Regions from separate parts of the Sus scrofa genome. Here region 2 is linked to region 1. The links are chromatin contacts, called in public promoter capture Hi-C maps. All regions are on one chromosome and are shown on one strand. The core of a region is the stretch at or near the end of the contact, and the rest is flanking DNA. Distances in the headings are between cores, read along the strand shown.

What was found. Promoter capture Hi-C pulls out the DNA fragments that hold promoters and counts their contacts.
Region 2: a contact with region 1 is called in a promoter capture Hi-C map of liver, with 2.3 times the contacts expected there. The contact joins the promoter of PDSS2 here to the promoter of C1H6orf203 in region 1. A contact is called at or near these places in 1 of 5 promoter capture datasets (liver) and 1 of 2 datasets of contacts at active chromatin or transcription factors (alveolar macrophages).

The regions. Positions count from the first base shown.
Region 1 is chr1:73,158,850-73,166,368 of Sscrofa11.1, forward strand. C1H6orf203 reads left to right here and starts at 3,481. Exons shown (of 4, transcript XM_021090591.1): 1 at 3,481-3,585.
Region 2 is chr1:73,507,114-73,514,470 of Sscrofa11.1, forward strand. PDSS2 (decaprenyl diphosphate synthase subunit 2) reads right to left here and starts at 3,131. Exons shown (of 8, transcript NM_001167653.1): 1 at 2,854-3,131. The coding sequence starts at 3,131. LOC102159561 (a long non-coding RNA gene) reads left to right here and starts at 3,443. Exons shown (of 4, transcript XR_002343705.1): 1 at 3,443-3,530; 2 at 5,595-5,704; 3 at 6,234-6,426. LOC110260430 (WAS/WASL-interacting protein family member 3-like) reads right to left here. Exons shown (of 3, transcript XR_002343702.1): 3 at 4,818-6,295.

The DNA of each region.
Region 1 (7,519 bases), core at 2,231-4,730:
CCACACCCACAGCATGTAAAATTTCCCAGACCAGGGCTCTAACCCACACCACAGCAGCTACCCAAGCTGCTGCAATGATAACACTGGATCCTTAACCTGCTGCACTCTAAGGAAACTCCATATTTCATGGTATTTCTACTTAAAACACTTTCTCCAAATCTTTTTGGTAACCTGACACTTTCCTAAGTTAAAGTAAATGATGAGTTAATTAAACTTAAATTAAGTTTTCTAAATTAAATTAAATGATGAGAATTCACTGAACAGCTAGATCATTTCCAAATAAGATAAAATACTGAAACATTAATTGCTAAATAAATCTAAGTTTAACAACATTTGTCTTTTTTTTTTTTTTTTTTTTTTTTTTGCTTTTTTAGGGCCGAACCCATGGCAGATGGAGGTTCCCAGGCTAGAGACTGAAGTGGAGCTACAGCTGCTGGCCTACACCACATCCATAGCACTGCTCTGCAACCTACACCACAGCTCATGGCTTAACCCACTGAGCAAGGCCAGGGATCGAACCTGCAAAACATGAATCCTAGTCAGATTCCTTTCTGCCACACCACAATGGAAACTCTGACTTTTGTCTTATTACAGAAAAAGTAGAGATGTTTGTTTATTAGAAACGTGTTTCACCACATTGAAAAAAAATAGGAGGAAATGGATGTTTTTAGAAATTATGATATTGTTGAGGAAGAAGAAACTTTCCTCTACCCTGGGTTCTTCTGGCTTGTCTAAGAATTAAATGGACATGAGACAGATTAGCAGGAGACACTCAAAGCTTAACATGTATACATGGAAGAGACCCAGGAAAACCGAATGCTCAGCAAAATGTCAGGAGCCCTCATACTAGGTGGTCTAAACCAGTGAGAACTATAATCTCCACAAGGCACCACAGCAGGGATGGGTTCCTGTGAAAAAAATTAAAAACCGCAAATATGTATATACACACACTACTGAATCTCATGGCAATTTTTTATATTAATTAGCACTTTGAGTTAAAAATCAACTTGATTCATTTTACAAAATGTTTATCATTTTAAAGGCCAGTGACTAAATCGATTGTACATAGTTGAATACCACTGTAGTAGGTTTTTTTTTTTTTCTTTTTATAGCCACACATGTGACATATGGAAGTTCCCGGGCTAGGGGTGGAATCGGAGCTGCAGCTGAGGGCTATGACAGAAATGCCAGGTCTGAGCCGCATCTGTGACTTACGCCACAGCTTGTGACAATGCCAGGTCCTTAATCCACTGAGCAAGGCCAGGGATCAAACCCGAATCATCACGGATACTAGTTGGGTTCTTTTTTTTTTTTTTTTTTGGTCTTTTTTTGCTATTTCTTGGGCCGCTCCCACGGCATATGGAGGTTCCCGGGCTAGGGGTCAAATCGGAGCTGTAGCCACCAGCCTATGCCAGAGACACAGCAACACCAGATCTGGGCTGCGCCACAACGGGAACTCCACTAGTTGGGTTCTTAACCCGCTAAGGGAACAGGAACTCCAGCACTGTATTCCTTTATCTCCTACCATAATCATATGTAATCATATAGAAATTTTACTGTTTATAATAATGCTGATTAACTTCTATTACTGGTGGATTTAATGATATAGTTGTAGTCTTTTACAAACAACTTAAACTACTAAATGCAACTGTGTATTACCTGTGGAAAATGTCAACAGTATAAACTGAATTGATATAATACATGAAGTTCTATTACTTCAGCACTTGATATAATTTGTAACTGCCTTTTCTTATTGCACAAATGCAATCAAGCAGCCTCTGCGGGAAGCAGCGAAATGAAAGCAGATGCAATGCAGACCTGGTATATAGGACAGGAAAAGGAAGGCGGATGCTCTGAAAACAAGAAAAAGAAACACATAATTTAACAGAGCATGTATCCCTATAAGTAATAATGTGAACATGTATGAATCCTCTTGAAACAGACTGTCCCTTGGAAGCTCTTCCTTTAATTTCTGGCTCATCTTTTCACACCATGAAAAGGCAGTATTTTCAGAGTTGGGTTTTGTTTGTTTTGTTTTGTTATCTAATCACCCACTGACTGACTGGTAAGGTGATCTCTTAGTTCTTGAAAATATGTTCTGAACTTCCCTTTTATTGTCAGAAAATTCTGGTGGGTGTGTGCATTTTTCTGGAGACAATATCTATAACTCAAAGATGTTCACAGAGGTTGGTGATCACAGAAAAATCCAAGGCCCACAGCATTAAAATAAGCTCTTGTGCCAAAAATAAACCCATGCACCAATGGTCAACTAATCTATGACAAAGGAAGCAAGAATATACAATGGAGAAAAAGTCTCTTCACTGAGTGGTGCTGGGAAGATTGGACAACTACATGTAAAATAATGAAATTAGAACATTTTCTAAGACCACATACAAAAATACACTCAAAATGGATTAAAGCCCTAAATGTAAGACCAGATACCATAAAATTCCTAGAAGAAAACATGGGCAGAACACTCTTCAACATAAATCATAGCAAAAATTTTTTGGATCCTTCTCTGAAACAAAGGAAATTAAAAGCAAAAATAAACAAAAAGGATCCAATTAAACTGAAAAGCTTTTTCACAGCAAAGGAAACCATCAACAAAATGAAAAGACAACCTACCAAATGGGAGAAAAAAATTGCAAATGATGACTGCTAAGGGGTTAATATCCAGCTGACATAAACAGCTCACCAAACTCGACAACACAAAAACGAAAACAAAAACCAAGCACTAACCAGATTAAAAATTAGACAGAACTGAATAGAAATTTTTAAAAGAGGAAATAAAGATACAAACAGGCACAAGAAAAGATCCTCATCATCGCTAATCATCAGGGAAATGCAAATCAAAACCACAGTGAGATATCACCTCAGACCTCTCAGAAGGGCTATCAGCAAAAAGACCACAAAAAAATGTTGGTGAGGCGGGGGAGGGGTTGGTCGGGAAGCTGGACAGAGAAAGACAAATACTCGATGTTATCACTTATATGTGGAATCTAAAAAAATACAACTAGTGAATATAACGAAAAAGAAACAGACGCTCAGCTATAGCCAAAAAACTAGTAGCTACCTTTGGGGAGAGAGAAGGGGCGGGGCATTCTAAGGGTAGGGGATTAAGAGGCACAAAAAATAAGCTACAAAGATAATATTGTTCAATATGGAGAATATAGCAAATATTTTATAATAACTCTGAGGAGTACCACCTTTAAAAATTACAAATCTCTATATTATACACCTGTAACTTATATAATGTTATACATCAACTATCTTAAATGAAAAATAAGTCAACTAATTTAAAAAAATAAAGCTCTCTTCAACCATGTGTAACCACCAGGCTCAGGCTTCCGGCTCGGCTCAGAGACGTGTCTGTCCTCGGGGCTGCCCTCCCGGCCCAGTCCGCCCGGCCGCGTCTTCCAGCAGAGGTCGCTGCGCCGCCGACGCCGCGCCCGAGTGCCCCGCCCAGCCCGCTCTCACTGCGCCGGCGCCGACGGAAGGGGCGGGGCGAGGCCAGGGAGGGGCCTGGAGGCCGGCGGTCTCGGCCTCGGTGGGAGACCGGGTGGGAGGAGCGGCGGTGACGTGCAGGTAACTGCGCCCCGGCCGGGCGTGCAGTGCCCCCGGCCCGCGCCCCCTTCTGTTGCTTCACCGCGCGCACGTGGCAAATACGGGCGTGGCGTTCTCCTGTCCTCTCCCTGCGGTGTCAGGTCTCCGCGTGAGTCTCTCGCGTCCTATCCTGGCCAGGTCGGGCCGCTCCGGGGGCTGCAGGGTCCGTGGGAACCCGGTGGGCAGAGGCGATCTGCCCCGGGCCCGGCAGCACCTGCTTGCTGCAGACACAGACCGTGAGCTCGAGGACTCTGGTGTCCTGTTTCCCTTGACCTTGAGGACCTGGGAAGGTGCGCAGCCCGAGGGGTGTAGGGAGGGAGCAAGGGGAACCCGACCTTGTCTCAGCATTTCGTCACTCTCCGAGGTCTCTAGGAGAAGACAGGATTTTTAGTTGCAGTTGACCTAAAAGCAGTTAGATCAGGTTCGCCACACAGAGTAGTTAGGCTTAAGAACGTGGAGAGATTCCACATGTCCCGCAGGTCACGGACAGCGTTGCCTTCGCACTCCACTCATTACTTTTTTTTTTTTTTTTAAACAGCCTTCGTTTATTTCACAGATTTTATATCTGTCTTGAAGATCTCGAAACCTCGTTCAGGTTTCCTGCCACGATCATCCATCCCCTTTTAGGTTCACGCTGCCACCAAAGAAATCTTTTAAAAGGCACTCCTATGGGATCACTTCTCTACTTAAAATCTTTCTAGAACTCTCATGCTTTCTGGGTCAAGTCCACACTTTGATCTGGAAGCCCCTTGGAGATGTAGCCTCTTGCCCTTCAACCCAGGCCCATCTTTGTTCTTCATCCCAGTGCACTGGTTCTTCTGGTGTACTTTGATTTCACAGTATTTAATGAAGCATTTACCACGTGCCCAGCACTGTTCTGGGCACTTGGGATTGACACAGGCAAACAGGTTATATTCTAGTAGAAGAGACATCAAAAAACAAAACTCCCATAAAGTGTATAATATGATAGCAGGTAGTAAGTGCTGTGGTGAGAGAAAGTAGAACAGAGTAAGGGGAAATTGGGAGGGCAAGATGCCTGTTAAATGGAGTTAGAATGAGTAGACTTTATGGAGGTGAAGATGAGTTATCCACAGGTAGCTGGGCTAACAGTGTTCTCTCGAAGTTGGAACAAAGAATCCCCAGAAGTGTACCTGTTGTTTTGAGGATCATTGGGAAGGAGCTGTGTGAGCAAGAGAGGCAGGAGGTGATGAGGGGCCAGATTGCACAGGGCCTGTAGGCCAAGGTAGGGATTTTGCTTTTCCAAGTGTTTTTTTAGGGTTTTGAGGGAAGGAATGGCATACTATAAATTAAAAGACTCACTTTGACTGTTCTATGGAGAATAGACTGCAGGGGGCCTTTTAGTAATGCTGGTGATAGATGAGGGCCTGAATCTGGTAGCAGTGGAAATGGTGACAAGTGATGGGATAATGGCCATGTTTTGGAGATAAGCTAACATCATTTCCTAATATAATGGATCTGGGTGGAAAGAGAAGAGTCAAGAGTGACCGGAAGCTTTTGCCCTCGGGAACTAGGAAGGTAGAGTTACAATTAACTGAGATGGGGAAGGCTGCAGGTAGAGCAGGTTTGGGTTGGGATGTATCAGGAGTTTGTTTTTGGACAAATTAAGTTTGAGGTGCCTGTTATGCACTCAGATGGAGATGTTGAATAGCCACTTGGATATTGTATCCGTGTCTCCAAGACTGCCCCTTGGTTCATTGATTTCACTAGGAAGACTCAACAGAACTCAGCTGTGGGTCATGGCCATGACTGATTACAGCAAAAAGATGCAAAGCACAATATGTAAGGGAGAAGATGCATGGGACAAAGTCTGGAGTGAACCGGGTGCAGTCTTCCAAGTGTCCCCTCCCAGTGGAGCACAAAGGACATGCTTCATTCTTCCAGCAAGAATTGTGACAAGAAGTGAAATGTTGGTCTGTCAGGAAAGCTCATTAGAGACCCAATGCTTATGATATTGATTGGAATTTAACCACACAGGCACCTTGTACCTAGAATGTTCCAAAATCCCAGACTCCCAGAAGGAAAGCAGGTATTCAGCATAAATCAAATTGTGCGGGCAGTTTAGGTACAGTAAGTCACTCATGTTGGTTCTGGGAATGGCAAGAACCCTCCAGAAATCCAAGTTCCCAGATACCAGGCAAGGGCCAGCCTGGCAGGCAGACCTGTCTAAGGATCACACTGTCAGACTTGCTGTATTATCTCTTGTCCTCAGGTATACAGGTCTGGGATTTGGGAGGCAGGTCTGGAATGGGGATATGGATTAGGGTGGTATTTAAAGCCATGGAAATATCTGGTGTCTTGATACGTAATTAGCAGAACTGACTGATGGAGCTGAGCTGGATGAAGTGAATGTAGAGGAGGACCAGAGGCTAAGCTCTGGGATTCTCCAATATTAAGATGTCAGGGAGGAGAAGGAGGCAGCAAAGGAGGCTTGAAAAGCAGCAGCGGGTGAGGTAGGAAAACCAAGAGGGAGCTGTCCTGGAAGAAGCGGGAGTGGTGAGTCGTTTCCTGTGCTGCTGAGAAATCAGATAAGACGAGGACTAACATGACCTTTTGGATTTAGAAAATGAGAGGCATTGAGGAAAATACAGACAGCATTTTGAGTTTTGTTGTAAAGAGGAGCAGAATAAAGGTAGCTGGGGTGGGGGTGGGGTTAGGAGAATGTTGATTAGGTTGGTTTATTCGAAATAAGAAATAACAGCTTGCTGATGGAAACAGGCCATTAGAAAGCAAAAAATTACTATAATATGGTGTTTCCCCAAAGCTCAGTTTCAGGCCGCTGTTGCTATCAGAACTGCTCAGGCGTCCTTGCTCTGGGCTCCAGCCTGGGCAGGGTCTAGCCTCCTCTGGAACTCAGCTTTCACTTTTGTTTTCTGACGGCTGGGTTTATTGCCCACGTTCCACTTAAATGGTAGTTCATGAGGACAAGGACTATGTGTTTTATATCCGGGCTTAGCTGGCCACTTGGCATAAGCAGGTAAGTGAGCGAGGGCATGGATGTGGCAATGGATAGGATGCCCTCATTTCTAGAAGGTGAATCTGCAAGTACTCTCTGGTTTTTATATGTGATCAGCAGATTGGGGGTGGGGTGAGGAATGGGCCACAGTTCCTGCTCTTAGTTTGAGAGCTAGGGATGGTACAGAAGACACGGAGCATTGTGCAGGGTGAGTTTGAAAAGGGGCCTGGTGACTGTGGGCAGGGGAGGGTGGATCATGTGTGGAGCCTAGATGAGGGCGAGGCCTTGCTCAGAGGACAGAAACTTTTTTTTCCCCTTTGGTAGTATAATGCTTTTTTCGAAAGAAATAGAAGGAACCGCAGCACCACTCCTGATCTGGTTGAAGAGCGGCTGGTAGGTCTGTGAAGTAGGATTTTTGACCATGTGGCAACCCTTCTTCCATTACTAGATCATCTCAAACCATCCTGAGGTACATGGGGAGGTCTGCCACCATCATAGTAAAATGGTTTCTGCCACTTTTGAGCTAGTGAAAGAATTGATTGCTCTGTGGCCTGTCAGCACCTCTGAGCCTCAGCAAACAAATGTCTAGTTTGAGGGTCTCCAGGCCCCTTCCTTCTCTGCTAGCTAATGGCCTCTGTTAACAGTGGGAAGAAGAGGTAAAATGCAGATCTATCCCATTTGCTCATTCCTAACTGTGATTTGGTGGAGTTAGAGGTAGAAATAAAGTTTAGAGATTGACTCTGGGTTTTATAAAGTCATGATTGGGTGTCTTTGGCAAAGTCAAGGTAAAGATGTAACGTATGTCAGGAAAACAGTCTTTCTCACTGGGAGATTTTTCTTTTTTTAAAGTAAATCATGAGAACTATTGTTACTGTTTTTCAGTCGCAGTCAGTACCCATGCTAATTTGGGTGATGCAGAAGAGAAGAACCAATGTTTTCACC
Region 2 (7,357 bases), core at 1,881-4,380, 350 kb after region 1:
CTCCCCATGGATACCAAAATCCGAGGATGCTCAAATCCTTCATTTAAAATGGCAGAGTGGGAGTTCCCACTGTGGCGCAGCGGAAATGAATCCAACTAGTATCCATGAGGATGTGGGTTCCATCCCTGGCCTCATTCAGTGGGTTGGGGATCCTGCATTGCCGTGAGCTGTGGTATAGGTAGCAGACACAGTTCGGATCCTGCATTGCTGTGGCTGTGGTGTAGGACAGCAGCTGCAGCTCCTATTTGACCCCTAGCCTGGGAACTTCCACATGCCACAGGTGTGGCCCTAAAAAGCAAAGATGAAAATAAAAAATAATAAAATGGCATAGTATTTGCATATAACCGAAGGAACATCCTGCCCTATACTTTAAATCATCTCCTCATTACTTACAAGAGCTAATACAATGTAACTTCTATGTAAATAGTTGTAAATACAATGTAAATGCTATATAAGTAATTGCTATTGCAGAACAAATTCAGGTTTGGCTTTTGGGAACTTTCTGAAAATTCTTCCCCAGGAATTTTCAATCCATAGTTGGTTCAATCTGTGGATGTGGAATCCGCAGATATGGAGGGCTGACTATACTACTACAACCTCTGCCACTAACCATACCATTCCCGTCACACACAGAGAAACCCATTAATTGATTAGCAAAAATTAAGACACTTCTTGCCTTTTGTGTTGTGAGAACACAGAGTAACCTGAACTTAGACACTGCTAGTGAGAATGTAAACTGCTACAACCACTTTGGAAAACAATTTGGTATTATCTCCTAAAGCTGAACACGCATGTACACGTCTTTACTCTCAGGACAAGTACACCAGGAGACACGTGCAGCATATTCACAGCAGCACTTTCGTAACACAAAAAACTGCCAACAACACACAGCCGACGGAAAGAAGACTGCGGTATAGTCACACAATAGGATTTTACACACCAGTGAAAAACTAATGAAATACAGTTAAGCACAACATGGATAAATCTTAGAAAAAATGATTTTAAAAAGCAAGTCATAGCAGACATATGCAATAAACTACTATATAAATTTCAAAAACAAGCAAAATTAAACACATTATTATTTAAGGAAACACTCATATAATTTCAAAAAGGAAAAATATACACAAAGTTCAGTACAGTGGGAATCAGGGAGATGGGTCAATTAATAGGTTTGCTAACAGGCTTTTCAACTATGTGTAAACTCATTCATTACTAAGCTTTAAAATATATGCAATATGTGTGTTTTGAGTGTATATCGTCTAGAATCTCTGTAGAATTAACATTCCATCTTCAGGACAAGTTTTGCCTACTCAAAAAATGACATTACTGGTAACTGGCTATTTGGTAACTTTCATAGTAACAAAAAAGTGGCAGGGGTCTCATAAAAAATAAAAGCAAGAGGATGGGCAAGGGAGGTGAAGGTGGATATTAAAAGGGCAACATGAGAGATCTTTGCAGTGATGGAAATGTCCTGCATCTTGACTTTATCAATGTCAATATCCTGCTTGTGGGAAGAAACTGGGTAAAAGATACCCTGGATCTCTCTGTATTATTTCTTCCAACTGCATGTGAATCTCCATATTTCAAAATAAAGGTGTATTTAAAAAGAAAGAAAGAAAACATTTTAAAAAGATCATTTTTGTCCAGGATTTCTCCACCTTGGTACTACTGACATTCTGGTGCACATGATTCTTTGTTGCAGGGAGCTGTCTTGAGCACTGTAGGGTGTTTAAACACTGACTAAATGCCAGTATCATGTCCCAGCTGTGACATCTCCACACACTGCCAAATGTTCCCTAGGGGGCAAAATTGCCCCATTTGAGAACCACTGTTCTAGTTAAAAAAGCAAAGAACTGTGGAAATGTTCCCACCTGAAGGGGACTAAAGAGCTATGACAACCAAATGCAATACCTGATCCTGGGCTGTATCCTATACTAGAGAGGAAAGAATGCTATAAAAAAACACTATTGGGACAATTAACAAAAGTGGAATACCGATAGTAAATGAAATAAAGGTACTGTATTAATATTAAAAAATAAGCTGATTAGTGTAATGTAATTATGCAAAGAATATCTCTGCTCAGGAAATACACAATGAAGTACTTAAGGGTAAAGGACCATGATATTTCCAATGTACCTTCAAATGATTCAGGAAAAATATATGTATGTATGTGTACATTTACATACATTCGGCTTACATATACATGAGAATAGTATACTTACATCATAGGTGAATCTGACTAAAGGGTATATAAGTGTGTTCTCTGTACTATTTTTATTCTTGCAACTATTCAGTATGTTTAAAATTATAAATAAAAAGGAGTTTTTTTTTAATGGAAGCAAAAGTTGTGGTCCTTAAAGTTCTAATTGCAGGTTTCACAGTAGCAGTCGAGAATAAATGTACAAATCCCAAGGGGAAAAGGACTACTACTGGACAAATTCCCAATTCACGCCTGAGACAAACGCTGCAGTTACCTTCCTTCCTTCGGCCTATCTCCCCCTCCCCATTCTTTCTACAGTGACCTCTTGAATAATGTGTAACCGAAAATAAATCTATCCCACTCTTAAAAGGCCATTTCTAGGAAGTTACTCAAACCCACATCCCTACTCGATTTCTCCACAAATCACTAGGGCATCTTCACCTTCAACAGATAAGAAGCAAAAACGCGAAAAGCGCACGTGGTCTTTGAATTAGTACGTCAAGGTGAGTGGACCAGAGAAGACACAAGATCGAATCTTTTGGAGCGCTAAGAAAAGGAAAGGGTAAAAAGATAGGCAGGGAACCAGTCTGAGAGACGCAGGAGAAATGACTCGAGTGGGTGCAAGCGTGTCGGGGCGAGAGGGAGTAGCTCACCTGGCTGTGGTAAGCAGAGGGTGCTGAGTTCCCACCAGCTTCCGCACCTGCATAGCGATGTTGCTGAGCTCGTCGCTCAGCAGGCAGCGGAGGCTCATGAAGGACGTGGGATAGCCCACGATCTTCTCAGCCTCTGACACCACTTGGTTCCAGTGGGCTGGAGACCTGGAGGACTGACCACGCCAGGAGACCACCGAGGAAATGGTGTCGAGGGGGCGACGCGGGGGACCCGAGGCCCCGAAGTAGGGCAATCGCTTGAGCAGCTGCCGAAGACTCATAGTTTTGAGTCTGGGGGTGTCAGGGACTTGAGAGTGTCCGGAGGTGGAGCAGTGAACAAGTCAGGGGCAGATGAGTAACCTGCAGGAACTAAAAGGAAGCGGCGATTCTTGACTCTCAGAGAAAAGTGGGTTTCTGAAGCAGTGACCAGGTGCAGAACTTTAAATGCAGCTTTCTGCAGCCCGGGTTAGAGAGAGAAAACACTCCCAACTCAGCACTGCCCACGGCCATCTAGGGTAGACGCTACCTAAATGGGGAACGCCATATTGGCCGCGTGAAATGCGGCTTGCCGTAAAGACGGAGGCGAGCGGTTCTGCAGCAAAGAATTTTTCCCTACTTTACGGCGCAGCCGCGAACGCCCCCAAGGGGCGGGGTTTTGGAAGGGAGCTCCGGAAGGCGAGGTAGGGTGAAAGCCTTAGCTCCTCCCACCTTCTCGTCCGGGCGTGTGGGGACAGAGAGTGGCAGGGTTGTCGGGGGTGGGCGCCAATTAATGTCCCAGCCCTTGGAATCGGGCCGAGTCTGATTCGGAGGATTTCCAGCGGCCAGCACAGAGTGGGAACGCGTAAATGTGTGTGTCATGATCGAGGATCGGTGTCCACTAAGTGTGTTTTCGCGGCCCCCCAGCCCTAGAAGGAAGGGCTCCGGCTGAGGTGACAGCTCCTCTGGGAAACCTCTCGTTGCTGTCCACTGTCAGGTCTTGGCAGTGAGGCTTAGGAGCTGAGGGCCACCGCTCCTGGCAGGGCACGGGAGGGGACCGTGGGGTGAGCTCTCAGTGCCCTTAGCTCCAGTCTACGAAAGGTGGCGTGGCCTGGCAGAAAGCGTGTTTTTTTTGGACTTGTTTTTCCCAGGGTCTGCCCTCATTCCTGGTCTGGCCTCTTCACTGAGTTACAGCTCAGGCACAACCAGGGGTGCCTCCCACAGGGGTGCGGAGAGGCACTTCTAGAAGGAAACTCAGGGTCCCATCGAGGATCCCAAGAAATCACTGACTCAAGTGCTTTCCACTTATAGCTCATGTATTAGCTCATTGAATCCTCATTAAGTAAATAATATTCGTATTCTCCATGTTCCATATGAGGAAACTGAGGCACAGCCAAGTCTGTAAATTGCTTAGGGCCACACTAGGCAGGAAAATAAACCCAGGCAACTTGGTTTCTGAATCCATGACACTTTACTGTGTCTGTAAGTAACAGGTTATCGAGCATTCTTTTCATTGTTGTCATTGTGGTTCTATAATGCCACCTATTCTTTTATCAGGTATGTCTAGCATCCTGCCCCTTTTCTCATCACCCAAAACACGCTAACAAACCCTTGTTGATAATAAAGGTATATTACCAAGTTTTACATACTAAAAACAAAGCTTGTAAACCTCCTTAACTTCCAAAATACTTTCAAATTCATGATTTATATTTTTTTAAATTAGCATCTTGTGTAATACTGGCCTAGACTTGGGCTACATTTTTAAAAAGTTAACTTAAAAACAGGCAGATTAGGAGTTTCCGTCATGGCTCAGCAGAAACGAATCCAACTAGGAACCACAAGTTTTCAGGTTCGATCCCTGGCCTCGCTCAGTGGGTTAAGGATCCGGCGCTGCCATAAGCTATGGTGTAGTTTGCAGATGCAGCTTGGATCTGGCATTGCTGTGGCTCTGGCATAGCCCTGTGGCTACAGCTCCAATTAGAGCCCTAGCCTGGGAACCTCCATATGCCACGAGTATGGCGCTAAAAAGTAAAACAAAAAACAAAAACAAAAAAACAGGCAAATTAAAGAGTATTCATTTTGCACAAAAGATGCTTTTTCTCTAAAAAGTTTTTGCCTCAGACTCGCTTTGAATGGAAAAATTTCCTTGTGATTTAAGAATCCAATTTTATTTCCAAAAATTCTGTCTAAGCATAGCCTTTCAGGGGTACATTACTACATTTTAGATGAAGTGAATTATGCTCATAAGTATTAAACAGTCTATGCCTGCTAAATAAATAAGGCAAGCCGAAGTTCAAAAACAATTCCTGTGAAAGAGATAACACACTCCCGGCAATAAAATTCAGGTCTGTTCCAAATGAAAATAAATATGGACAGTGAGATAACTTAAAATTCCAAAAAGTTCCAAGGCCTGAGCTTCTGGGTTATCCAAGGTGAAAAAGGTCATGAAAAATGAGGGGAGACAGACAATGTGATATATTGTCCTCCTGAGGCTGTTTCTTCAGAATCATGGTACTTTAAGACTAACTTTTCATGTAATTTCCTTAATACCAATTCACAGCATGTACTTTAATTTCTCCACAGAAGCCAAGTGCATTATTCTCTGGTCATACTCTATTAACCAAGTTTTTGATTATTCATGGGACTTTTGGTCCCATTTACTTTAAATAATCAACCCTTTCCTTTATTCTTATGGTTAAAAGGTTGCATTATACCTAGTGATAATTGGTTTTTAGAAGGTTAAAATAGTATATTATTTAATCTTTCAGATAAATACATAACTCCTTAGAGGCTGGCTAAAGAGAGTTTTGAATTGCTAGTGACTTTTGAAGGTACAAAGACAAGGAGTGTCTGTGGTTCTGCCCTTCCTCTGCCACTGGTAAGAGTCATTTTGAGGATGTCTGGGAATGTGTGCACAAAGAAAGACTACAGCAGGGTTCCTTACCTTGGCATTAATGCCATTTGGACCAGATAACCCTTTGGTATGGGAGGTAGGGGGGAGGTGAAGGTTGTCCTGTGCATGGTAAGATGTTTTGCAGCATCCCTGGCCTCTACTCACCTCACCAGATGTCAGCAGTACCCCTCTCTAAGTGTGATGGCCAGGTTTATCCAAGAACATAGTCAAAAGTCCCCTGGGTCAGGGATGAGGGGTGGGTGGCAAAATCACCCATGAGAATATAGGAAAGTGGGAGATGCTGAAAGAAAATTTCCATACATGACATTTACTCCTAGAAAGTAGCAAAAGAAGAGGTCCTCGGTGTGGGCAACCCTGAAGGTTAGAGTGGTCACTCTCCAACCTGTGGAAACCTCCAGCCTCAAACAGGGACACCTTCTCCCTGGGACTGGGGTTGTTCTGAAGTCAGCAAGCTGACAAAAGATGGTCACAGTTCCTGCTTCACTTTTTTCAGGATCCTGAAGCCGGTCAAGTGCCACTGGACTTCATTTACTGTCTTCTCTGCCTTCTGCTGGCCTTAGGGGAAAAAAAAAGTGAGGTCATATTTGATGTCCTTTTCTTTGGCTAGAAATCTGAACTGGTCTTTGGAAATACAAGGTCTTAACAAGGATGGTGTATGCTTTGGACTTTGGCATTTCCATGATGAGGTGAGTGGAAATAGATAGGGACACCGTGGCCACCCTCCTTCTTTGATCCTTTACACAATCACCTATTGTTTATTTTAAGAGAGTTCTTCCAAAAGTAGATGAAAGCATGGCAGTATACCTTGGGGCAGAACAATAAAAGGAGGCAAGTAATGAGATTAGCAAAAATCCAAAAGTTTGACCACCTACTGAGCTGGCAGGCTAGAGAACAGGGATGCTACATTTTGCCAATGAGAACATCAATTGTTGAGATCCCGTCATGGCACAGCGGAAACAAATCTGACTAGGAACCATGAGGTTGTGGGCTCGATCCCTGGCCTTGCTCAGTGGGTTGAGGATCTGGCGTTGCCGTGAGCTGTGGTGTAGGCCTCAGACAAAGCTTGGATCTGGTATTGCAGTGGCTGTGGCGTAGGCCAGTAGCTATAGCTCCAATTAGCCTCCTAGCCTGGGAACCTCCATATTCTTTCAGTGTGGCCCTATAAAGACAAAAAAACACCCCCCCCCAAAAAAAATATATATATATAAATTGCTGTGTAAAAACAGGACCTATGGAAGGGAATTTGATAATCCCTAGCAAAATTACATTACATTTATGTACTGTTAAGTAATTACATATACATTTGACCCAGAATTCCAATTCTAGAAGTCCTTCCTAAAGTACAAAAGGACTTATGCACAAGGTTATTCATTGCAGTAGTATGTATTGCAGTATTATTTGCTATCATTTGCAAAAGATTGGAAACAAACCAGAGAACCACAAGAAGGCCACAAAGTTGAAAAAACTGGGGTGAACCCATACAAGGAAACACATTGTGCAATTTCATTCAGTAGTTGTTAGGAATGATTTTCAGAGTAAGTAGAATCCATGTAAGATTAAAGTGAATTGGAGGAAATTCCCACTGTGTCGCAATGGGTTAAGGATCCTGCTATACTG